2 separate regions of the Mus musculus genome follow, and region 2 is linked to region 1. The links are chromatin contacts, called in public HiChIP or PLAC-seq maps. All regions are on one chromosome and are shown on one strand. The core of a region is the stretch at or near the end of the contact, and the rest is flanking DNA. Distances in the headings are between cores, read along the strand shown. Region 1 overlaps Sipa1l3 (signal-induced proliferation-associated 1 like 3). Region 2 overlaps Sipa1l3 (signal-induced proliferation-associated 1 like 3).

Region 1 (5,740 bases), core at 2,811-5,310:
GCCAGCCAGACACGGGCCTGCTTCTATTTCCAGGGTTCTGGGCTTCATGTGCTTTTCTTTCTTTTTTTTCTTTCTTTCTTTTTTTTTTTTTTTTTAAACCACCTTGCAAAGTAGGTCACCTGCTTCTCTTGCAGCAGTATTTGAAATTCTAGGGAACAAGGCAGAGACTGTCCTTGGATTTTTGAGGACATTGGCTTTTCCGGCCCAAAGTACTGCTTGGGGTATTAGGAGGGGCTGGTCCATTTAAAACACTGGCTGATTAGAAGCCTGGGCCAGAGAAAAGGGAGGGGACGAAGAGAAGCCAAGACCTGGAGGAAAAAGGAGATTCAGGCCTAGCAGTAATAGCCATATGTAAGCTTCATATGGCTATTACTGACCTGAAAGGTACCACTCTGGCTTTAAAATGAATCACCATGGTTTGGAATTGCCCACTGTTACCCAGACAGCCGGACCCTCCCAAGCAGAAAGAAGGCCTGGGTGCTGGTGGGCCCAGACCTTATAAGTAACAAACTTGCTTTTCCAGGGGGTGGCCAGAGACCTATGATATGAATGCTTCGGAACCCAAGACGGAGTCGGAAACCACCACCCCTGGGGGCCGACCCCCCTACCGCAGCAATGCTCCCTGGCAGTGGAGTGGGCCCGCCTCCCACAACTCTCTGCCGGCCACCAAATGGACCACCCCTGCCACTCCCGGCCATGCCCAGTCCCTGAGCCGACTCCCGAAGCAGACACCCGTGGTGCCCTTCCGAGAGTCTCAGCCACTGCACAGCAAGAGGTAAGGACGCCCAGGGCACCACTGCTGTCCAGTGTCCCTCACCCTTCTCTCTCTCTCTCTCTCTATCTCTCTCTCTCCAACCCTTGCTCTTGCCCTTTTTCTTCCCTCAGTCATTTTCCTTTTTTTTTTTTTCTTTTTTTGGATTTTTTTTTAAGATTTATTTTATATATGTGAGTACACTGTTGCTGACTTCAGACACACCAGAAGAGGGCATCAGATCCTATTGCAGATGGTTGTGAGCCACCATGTGGGTGCTGGGAATTGAACCCAAGAACTCTAAAAGAGTACCACTGAGCCATCTCTCCAGCCCTCGTTTTTGGATTTTTGAGACAAAGCTTGTCTGTGTAGCCCTGGCTGTCCTGGAACTCACTCTGCAGACCAGGCAGGCCTCGAACTCAGAGATCGACCTGACTCTGCCTCCGGAGTGCTGGGATTAAAGGTGTGTGCCATGCCTGGCCATTTTCCTTTCTTACCCCTCCGTCTCCATCTGCTCTCCCCTTCATTCCTCCCTTCTCTCCCCACTCCTGGGCTGGCCCAAGGGTCCCAGGACAGGGACAGAAAGTTCTCTATATGAGGTTGGAAAAAGGGTTTTTTCCAGGGCCAACAATAGAACCTGCAGGACTAGCTTCTCGGGCTGGCAGTCAACTCAGGGACTTGGATACTGGTATTTAGTGTATACTGTTTTGTGTCTATGGATACTGAGGGTTGAACCTCTGTCCTTTGGCTGGCTGGGCAAATGCTCTCCCATTGAGTACATCCTCAGCTCACTCTCCTTTCTTTAGAACAGGACCTCCCTATGTTATTCAGTCTGTCCTTAAACTGAAAAACCTCCTGCTCCAGACCTCTCAGAGGCCTGCATTACAGCCCTGGACCACCAGGCCCAGCTGAGATACTCACTTGGATACATTATATATTAAGAGATGAAGCATGCTGGGTATGTGGCCCTCAGCCTTGCCCCCATTCTACCAAAAAAAAAAAAAAATATATATATATATATATATATATATATATACACACACATACATACATACATACATACATACATACATACATACATACAGTCAGGCAAGGCGGTGCACACCTTTAATCCCAACACTTGGGAGGCAGAGACAGCTGGATCTCTGTTGTAAGAATTTTGGAATTTTGGTCTCTTTTTAAAAAACACTATTATAAAACTATGTTTTCATTTTATTCCCAGGTGTGGGATATGGGGCTGCTGCAGACAGTAACTGACTATGATTTGCCTCGTGCTCTAGCAGGGGTGTGATTTTTGCCTGCAGCAGATAGTTTCTGCAGTTGTGTGATATTTGGAATTCTGGGAACTCCAAGTATATAGGCCCCAGGTGGTTGGTGGTTGCAGTTTGTTAAGTAGTTGTGTGCAAAGAAGAAACAACAAAAAGGAGAAATCAGATATCCTGATGGTGAAGTTCAAACTTGGCTGTAGTCAGCAGGAAGTAGTCTAAGGGCCATCCCCTCTCTGCCCCCAGCTTTACTAAGGGGCCTCTTTCCTTTCTTCTGTATCCTTTTTTCTTTCTTATCTAGTGTTAAGGAGTTGAAAGGGTGGGAGAAAGGGATGGAAAAGCATGAAAGAAAGAGAAACCCACAGAGTAACAAAGCCAAGCTACGGATCTCAGTGAGTTCAATGCCAGCCTTGTCGAGGTAGTGGGTTCCTAGCCAGCTAGAGCTACATAGTGAGACTCAGTCTCAGAAATAAGTAAGGGAGCTGGAAAGATGACTCTGTGCTTAAAAAAAGCACTTGTTCTTGCCAAGAATCGGGGCTCAGTTCCCAGTACCCACACGGTGGCTCACACCCATTACAACTCCAGTTCCAAGGGACCTGATGCCCTCTGCAGGCATCGGGCACCCATGTGGTACACATATATACATGCAGGCAAAATGGTCATACACAAATAAAAGTAAATGTATCTAAAAAGGTTTTAATTAAAATATATATATATTTAAATTTTCCTTAGATGAAGGGGCAGAAGAACAGTTTTGTTCCCTGGAAAGGACAGAGAATTGTCCCCAGGGGCCCCTGTCCCAGCTGCAAAGCTGGGTGAGGAGCACAGAGGGAGGGGACAGGACTCTCCTGTCTTCCCTCTTCCTTGCATGTAGATCCAAGGGGGGGTAGGCGCCAGAACCTGGCTGGACTTGAAGGGCAGGTGTGTTGTATACCTCCTCCTCCTCCTCCTCAGGGATGCCTCCTTACCCTGCCTCTGTCCCCTCTCCTGTGTCTTTCCAGGCCTGTCAGTTTCCCAGAAACACCTTTTGCAGCATCACCAGCAGGGGCCGACAGAGTCCCTCCCTACCGACAGCCTTCTGGGAGCTTCTCCACCCCAGGCTCTGCCACCTACGCAAGATACAAGCCTTCTCCTGAAAGGTCAGAGTTTCCCTTTGCTTTTGAAATGATGTCATCTGGTGATTGCTGCTGCAGGTTTTTTTTCTTAGGAAAGGCACCTCACTATCTCATCCACCATGTCATGGGGTTTATGGACCTCCCCCCTCCAAGGTCAGAAAACGACCACCAGGGTATTGGCAATGTCTCCTTAAAATTTAGAACAAAGAAACAGAAGAACAAAAATCAGAGCTAAGCTGCTCCGACAGAAGTTGTCGTTGGCTCTTTGTTTGTTTGTTTGTTTGTTTGTTTGCTTTTTGAGCAAAACCATCCTCTCCCCAGCCTCCTCTTCATCTGTCTCTAGTTCCCACACACTAAAACCAGGCCATCAGTATTATCCAGGTCACATGGTCTTTCCAGTTCCATCCCTCCCCCTTAGAGCCAACTCCAACCTGACAGCATCAGCCATCTTCCCTAAATCTCCATGGCTCTCCGGCACCTTTGGAGCAGACCCAGACTGGACAGTAGCCATTCAAGGCCCCATGAATGTGATCCCAGGTCCTCCTGAGTCCCTGTGTCAGTGGCAGTCCCACCCTGTCCCTGTTCTCATCTTGAATCCTTCTCACCCCTGTGCTCAGTCCGCTCAGCCTCCCAGACTCAGTGACCCCGTGTCTCCTCTGGCACGGCTGGCCCTCAGATCTGCCTCTCGCTGTCCCTGACCAAGGGCCCGGAAATGCCACATACTAGCCCACCAGCCACCTCCTTTCAGGTTTCTATGTAGTCTGTTCGCATGCCCCAGCCTTTTCCTCACTGGAAATCCCTAAGGAGAGGCCAGCCTCCTAACCTGAGCTGTGCTCCTCCTGGAAGCCTGACCCAAGCTCTGCCCCTCAGCTCCCTCTGTGGTCCCTGACGTGACTGTGGCCACAAACAATCTCCATTCTCTTAGCCCAGTTAAGAGAGATTTAAAAAAAAAAGGGTGGGGAAGAGGAGATAGAGGACACAGACAGACAAAGGTCAGTTGCAGGGATATGCCACCTATGATAGAGAGAAGCCAGCTACTTAGGCATAGCACATATCCATATGCACAAGTGAGGAGAGCATGAGTTTGCTCCAAGATTGGCAGCTTGTGGGTCTGTTCCACGTCTCCATCACAGGGCACTGGGGCTGACAAAAGGCAAACCACTTGCTTCTAGCCCAGGGACTAATCCAACCAACCTGAGGTTCTTATACAAGGAGGACTGATCCAAGTACACACTCCTGGACCTAACCCTGGGTTTCTGTCCTTGCTGGTAGGCAGTGCCCTTAGAGCCCCACTCTGCGCCATGTTGGATGCTAAGCCTCTGTAAAGTCAAGGGGGAGAGGAAGCCTCTGAAAACTTCTAGAGGCTGCTGTGCAGCCCTCATTAGCACACATCCCAGGGGCTTCTGGTGTGTAAAGTTCTGAGAGGAATGTCTGGCCTACTCAGTGGCCAGGGCTCCTGTTGCTCCTCCTTGCTTGTGCTGAAGAGAGATCCCACAAGCCACATGGCTGAGGAGCACATCAGCGAGGAGGGGAGCACGGTCCCACTCAGGAGGACCATGCCCGGAAGAGGGCATTTGAACCAGGAGGCATTGATGAAAGTTTGTAACAGAGACGAAGGAGCATGAATGAGCTAAATGGCAGGATGTGAGAGAGGCAAAGAAGATTCTAGAATGTGTAGCTTGCTGGGACAACACCTTGGCCTCTGTAAGGACTGAGACTGCAAATGGCAGCAAAAACAAGAGAAGAGGAGAGGAGAGGAGACGAGACGAGACGAGACGAGACGAGACAAAACCCTAAGAGGCAAAAGCAAGAGGGTCAAAAAGTCACAGCTAACTTGGGATACAGAGTAAGTCCAAGGCCAGCCTGGACAACTTAGTGAGACCATGTCTCAAAAATAAAAAGTAAGGGAACGGTTAAGGAAGGCACTGGCTGCTCTTGCAAAGGACCCAGGCTCCGTTCCTGACACCCACATAGCAGCTCACAAATGTCTGTAACTCCAGTTCCAGGGAACCTGATGCCTCCTCTGACCTCCACGGGCACCAGGCACATGTGTGGTATAAATATATACATGCAGGCAAACACTCATTCATAAAATGAAGTTTAAGGGTTTTGTTATTGTTTTGACTTGGGTTGTTGTTTTTTGTTTTTGTTTTTTAAGAGAAGGTGCAGCTGGTTGATAAAGTCGGTTAACCATCTACCCAAATAAAAAATCTTGGGGAGTTTCTAGGTTTGGGCCATTATAAATATTCCGGCTGTGAACATGTAACATGTATGTTCAAGCATACACATTTCCGCATAGAAATAAGTTTCCACTTGCCTGGGATCAGTGCCCAGCACAGTGGCCTGCCATGTGGTAAGTCCGTTTCCCATTCCCACCCGAGGCATATGCGTACTGCAGTCTCTCCGCGGTCTCACTGCCATGTGGCATTGCCACTGGGTTGGTTTTTTTTTTTTTTTCCTTTTTTCATGTTCACTGTTCTGATGGGTGCATAGTGCTGTCTCATTGCCGCCGTAATTTGCATTGCTCTGACGGCCAACGCTGCTGAGCATCTTGTGTGCTGATCTGCCAGCTACGTATCCTCTCCAGTGATGTGTCTGTCTTCTGCCCA
Region 2 (5,367 bases), core at 2,275-4,774, 110 kb before region 1:
GTGTCCCCGGGACACGGCTGTACAGAGGGGCTCCTCCTACCTTTCAGCTGCGGTCCGTACTCGGTCTCCTCCTCTGTTGCTTGAGGTGTGGTACCCATTGCATCAGTGGATGTGATGAAGCTCCTGGGTGGGACAAGGCTCCAAGGATTCACTGACATCTGTGGCATATAAAAACAGCTAGGGTCAGAATCTAAAGTGAGTTGATGACAGTACTGTCAAACACGGGGGCTTGGGGAAGGTCAAGGGACGGAGACCCTGGGATTGTGGGAGGATTCATGCGTGATGGTCAGAGAAGGTGGTTTTGATTTTGCAGTGAGCCAAGGTGACAGTCAGAGTTTAGGACCTGGGTGGCCAAGGGTGCTAAATAACCTATAATGCATGCGATGAGTCCAGCAACAAAAGATTGTTCACCCTAAGTGCCAGCAGGAGCCTGACAGGGAGGGCTATCCTCAGACTTTACCCTGGCTCTCCCTCCTGCTCTGTCCTTGTCCTGCGAGATTTCTTTCCCTAGTGTAGTAAGATGACCATAGACTCTCGAAATGTCTGTAGAAACTTCAGTTCCACAGTGTCAGTCAGCTGGTCTACACAGTGTGAGGCCAAGTACATGACCATGGTCATCTGTCAAGCAAGGTTTGTAGGTTGCAAGTGACAGAAACCAACCTTGGGCCACAATAGGGAGGGCGAAGCAGAGCTGGATGAGTGTGTCCAGTGCTTGTTCAGGCCCTCCTATGCCAGGGAGTGGCGGGAACTCTGCAGCTGGCCTCATGGCTGCGGACACCAGCCTCCCCTACCCTTTCTGCCCTTTTTTGCACTTGGTTTGAGAGCAGTGAGGTGGTGCTGAAAACAGGAGGGTGCCATGAGGATGCCCTAAGTTGGCTTTTTAGTTGAGTTTAGAACAGTACCAAGTACAGAACATGAGGCTAAAGATGTATTAGCTGCCATTATTTTTAATTTTGCTGCTTATGTGATTACCATTGTTTTGTTTGTTTGTTTGTGGGGTATTTTGACAACTTGAAATTGTAATTCTTTTTTTAAAAGATTTATTTTAATTTTATTTTATGAATACACTATAGCTGTATAGATGGTTGTGAGCCTTCATGGGGTTGTTGGGGATTGAATTTTTGGGACCTCTGCCCGCTCTGATCAACTCCGGTCACTCCGGTTGGCCCCGCTCACTCAGTCCCTGCTTGCTCTGGCCATAAGTACACTGTAGCTGTCTTCAGACACACCAGAAGAAGGTGTCAGATCTCATTATGAGTGGTTGCGAGCCACCATGTGGTTGCTGGGCTTTGAACTCAGGACCTTTGGAAGAGCAGCCTTACTCTCATCTCTCCAGCCCAAAATTATAATTCTTGAGCAAGAAATGATTGGTCCAGTTTAAATAAATGTGTCTGTGAACCCTGTGATTGGCAGTCCCCAACCTGTTCTCGACTTCTTGTTGCTGTGATAAAACACTTGTGACCAATATCGACTTGGGGAAGGGGAAGGCTTCTATGGTGTATACTTCTTGATCACAGTTCGTTATTGAGGTAAGTCAGGGCAGGAACTCGAGACAAGAGCTTGAAGCAGAAACCGTAGAGGAACACTGGTCTTGGCTCACTCTGGCTGACTCAGACGTATGCTCAGCTGACGTTTATGACCCAGGCCCATCTGCCTAGGGCTGGTGCAACCCATATTGGCCTGGGCCCATCTGCATTAATAATCAAGGCAGGCTCCCATTGGCATACCCACAAACCAACAGTTACCTGACTGAGCCTTTTTTCCAGGTAACTCTAGCCTGTGTCAAGCTGACAGTTAATACTGACTGAGACACCACTTCACCTCTGAGCTATGGGGAGAGGGGGAACAGCAGTTTCTCTAAACAAAATGGACAGTTGTGAACAGGAGCTGGGACAAGTGTCCTACATGTTCAGTACTTTGACTCAACATGTGGTAGTTTTTCACCCTGGCTATGGCTTGTACTTAGGAGGGACAACAGTTTACTAGACCTCCCCTTCACTGCGCCCCAGTTGTGGAGAAACAGCTGGGAAGTGAGGGGCTAGAAGAGGCCAGGAGCTAAGAGGAGTTCTTGGTCCTGAGGAGGTCATCAGTAAAGGGACAAACACTCAGGGAATGGGAATACTAGTGGGAATATACAGCAAGAGCAGGCACCTAAAAAGAAACAGTTTTATGCCAGATGGTGGTGGCAAGAAACCCAGTTTAAAGTGAGGTCATATCCTGGTGCCCCATGGGCATTTAATAAATAGGACTGCATAATCTCTCAGATGCAGGGTCCTATAGTCCGTCCATTGTGACAGTTAAGGGACCCCATGTTGGAGAACTACACTCTGTTGACTGGGATGTAGAGATGCGACTATGAGGTGCACCTCTGGGCAATGCAGATGCTGATGCAACGGCTTCCTCAGTCACAAGCAGCTGGTGAGGGTGGGGGCTCATAGCCTTGGTAACACTTAGTAGAGTTTCCTTGGTAACAAAGAACATTGTAACCCCGCTTCCTGATACCTGCTACTGTACAGAACCATGAACCCAGAGAGTTTCCCAGCAGCCCTAGGAGGCCTAATGCACAGAGCCTTGGGGAGTTGTGAAGCTTGCTCAGTGCGCAGTAAGTGCAGAGTCGCACTAGGAACATGTCTCTGGTCTCCTGTACCAAAGCCTGGGCTCTTCTTCTCTTTAGTATTTTCTTTATAACAGTTTTATTTTGCCCTGGGTTATGCTTAGTGGAAGAGAAGGTACTTAGGATCTGTGAGGCCCTGGCTTCAGTGCCTAGCAACAACAACAAAAAGAAATTAAAACCACTATTTTAAATGGTTCAGAATTTTAAAATGCAGAGTTGGTCTCTTTTCCATATATAATAGACTTTGCACAGCACCTTTTTGCTTTCATTTTGATACAGGAGCTGAGTTGCCCTGTAGGCTTTGGGCCTGAGATCCTCCTGCCCCAGCCTTCTGATTAGCTCAGGTAATGAATGGGCTCACACCCCTAGGTCCAGCCTGTGAGCTGCTCCTTGTGGATGCGAGCACATATATAAACATGGTAGGTATACCACAGACTATAGAGTAGAGCCATGGGCTGGATTTGGCCCACTGCCTGTTATCCTATGACCTGGTAACTAAGAATAGGCTCTATGTGGGTTTTGTTTTGTTTTGTTTTTATTAGTAGAAAGAAAAATCAGGTCTCATGACACGTCAGATTATGGTTTCAATGTCATAAAGTTTATAGGACCCAGCCATGTTATCTGGTTATGTAGTGTCTGGCTACTTTAAGAGTCATTGCAAGAGTCAGTATGTCCCCCAAGCTTTCAGTATTTTCTCTCTGGCCCTCCCTACTTTCCTTCAGCCTGTGCCCCTCAGAGAAGACTAGCTCTCAGCATTTCTCTAGTCTGCTGCGCGCCTTTCTCCTCCCTGCCTTCTGCCCTCAGGTGGAGCCCAGCTGCAAGCTGTGGGCAACCCAGGGGTGTGGCCGCAGGTGGATCTGTTGGTATCTTCGCTTCCACACTCTGAGCACTGCTGGGGCACCAGCTGCTGGGCAGGCCGCTGGCCGGCAGCCAGCACAGGTTCCAGCCTGCCCACAGGAATCCATGGGCTAGTGGGGGAGGCTGACATTGTCTCTGTTTATTCAGATCTGCACTCACAGCCTTCTCTGACCTGCTCCCGGCCACCCCTGCCTTGTTTTTATTTTTGTGATACTCCAGAGAAAAGATAGATTAGGCTGATCAAAATCAGTTCTATGAATGAGTGTGTACAGACGCCCCAGCAAGAGGGCTCTGCTCTGCTCCCCCTTTCCCTGCCTGCCTGGCCTCTCCACCCCTTTTGCTGTGTAAATAGGAGCAGATAGGCAGATCTGTTTTGGTATGTCCTCCTTTCTATTACAAAAGCCAGCCAATTCAACATCCCATTGGCGCTTGGTCTTTACACTCAAAAGTGCATCCATCTTAGATCTCCCTGTGGCTTCCAGCTGGTACTGAAGGATGGGTAGGCTTTTATTTGCTGGAGGAAGAACACTCTTGCATGAGCAGCATGTGCAGGCAGCAAGGCTTATGGTCAGAGAAGGGGCATGGCCTTGTTTCTGAGAGCACCTAGGTATGTATGGCGTTCTGCTCTGTTTCCTTCTGTGTCCTGCTTTTCTCTGTGTCCAAGTACACATGGCCTTCATTGTAGGTGAGCAAGGGAGGGCCAGGACTGTCCTGGAGAACCTGTAAGCATTTCTCCAGCAAGCTGTTGCCACTGGATGCGATCTGGTGTCTGGAGGATTTCAGTCTTATGCTCTTGTGACCCTGGTCCTCTCTCATCACCCAAAATAGGCTAAGTCCCATCACCTCTCTCTTTCTGTGGGCACTGTCTCAGTGGCAGCCACGGGGTTTTCTGTGCTCGGTTGGCCACAGTCAGGACCCAGGTTGTGATAGCAGTGGATTAGGCTTTCACAGACCTAGGTTGGCCTACGTTTGTTTGTTTGTTTGTTTGTTTGTTTAATCAAAGCTCATGATCAGCAGCTTTGATGAGGGAGGTGGTAGGGCGGCACACTTTTTACCCTGTCATGGGAGAAGCTGAATCTAAGGTCAGCCTGAACCTCACACTGAGACGGAGTCTCAAACAAAACTCCAAGAAACCCAAATAAACAATTTTCGATTCGGGAGCCTGACTGTGTGGGTTCTAATACCCCTCCGATGTGTCCTGCGCTGGGCAGGCTGGTTCTTGGCTCTGGCCACGTGTAAATGAAGGTGGACATAGACCCTGCCTCTTGCTCCTGAGCTCAGGATAAAGTGAGCTAACACTTGGGATGCTCTGAAAATGGGCACACCACATGTTGTGACATTAGCGGATGCCAGCTGTTATTATAATTACTATGATTTCACACGCTCTGCCTTCTGTCTGGAGCTCTGCAGAACTGAAGGCTCAGGGGACCTGATGGCAGCAGTGGCAGTTTCAGAAGTGGTGCCCATCATTAGCAGTAACACTTCACCTTTCCCGAAGGACACAGTCCTGCAGGTGCTTTTCTGTCAAGGTAACTGGAGCGGAGGACTCTGGTCAAACCTGCCAGACTTGACTATGACTCACTGGCTAGATAAGTCACATGACCACCCTTAACTCCAAGGAAGGCCTCGAATGAAGAGTTTTCCCAGCTCTCTGTCCTTGTAGACTATAGATAACACAGTCTGAGGTGTGTCTGGCAGATCATTAGCAAGCACACGAATCTGCTTACCAGTGCATAGCCAGCAGCAGCAGCCTCTGCTGAAGCACCTGGCCTCCAATCTGGAGAGCTGGAAGGAAGCCTGTGAGGGACACACTTGTTCTAGAGCCTCTTGAGCTATGTGTCTGTCTAATCAGGGAAACAATTAAATCTTCTAGATCAAAGACTGGTCCTGGGAAC

What was found. HiChIP or PLAC-seq counts read pairs in DNA pulled down with a chosen protein or histone mark.
Region 2: an H3K27ac HiChIP or PLAC-seq map of extraembryonic endoderm stem cells shows a contact between it and region 1. The contact joins two enhancer-like sites. A contact is called at or near these places in 2 of 484 Hi-C or Micro-C datasets (embryonic stem cells and urothelial organoids), 5 of 115 datasets of contacts at active chromatin or transcription factors (embryonic stem cells and extraembryonic endoderm stem cells) and 3 of 9 other capture datasets (adipose tissue, liver and pancreatic islet).

Annotation. Positions count from the first base shown.
Region 1 is chr7:29,361,586-29,367,325 of GRCm38.p6, reverse strand. It overlaps Sipa1l3 (signal-induced proliferation-associated 1 like 3), which reads left to right. Exons shown (of 23, transcript NM_001081028.1): 12 at 524-775; 13 at 3,018-3,155. Among named protein-coding and RNA genes, the nearest start is that of Dpf1, 56 kb to the right of the region's middle. Within about 2 kb of position 4,060, at least 10 of the 459 cell types and tissues checked have an H3K27ac peak or open chromatin away from gene starts, as enhancers often do. A contact at or near this core is called in extraembryonic endoderm stem cells, where this site is marked.
Region 2 is chr7:29,469,653-29,475,019 of GRCm38.p6, reverse strand. The region is part of intron 2 of Sipa1l3 (signal-induced proliferation-associated 1 like 3); the gene reads left to right. Among named protein-coding and RNA genes, the nearest start is that of Sipa1l3, 33 kb to the left of the region's middle. Within about 2 kb of position 3,524, at least 39 of the 459 cell types and tissues checked have an H3K27ac peak or open chromatin away from gene starts, as enhancers often do. A contact at or near this core is called in extraembryonic endoderm stem cells, where this site is marked.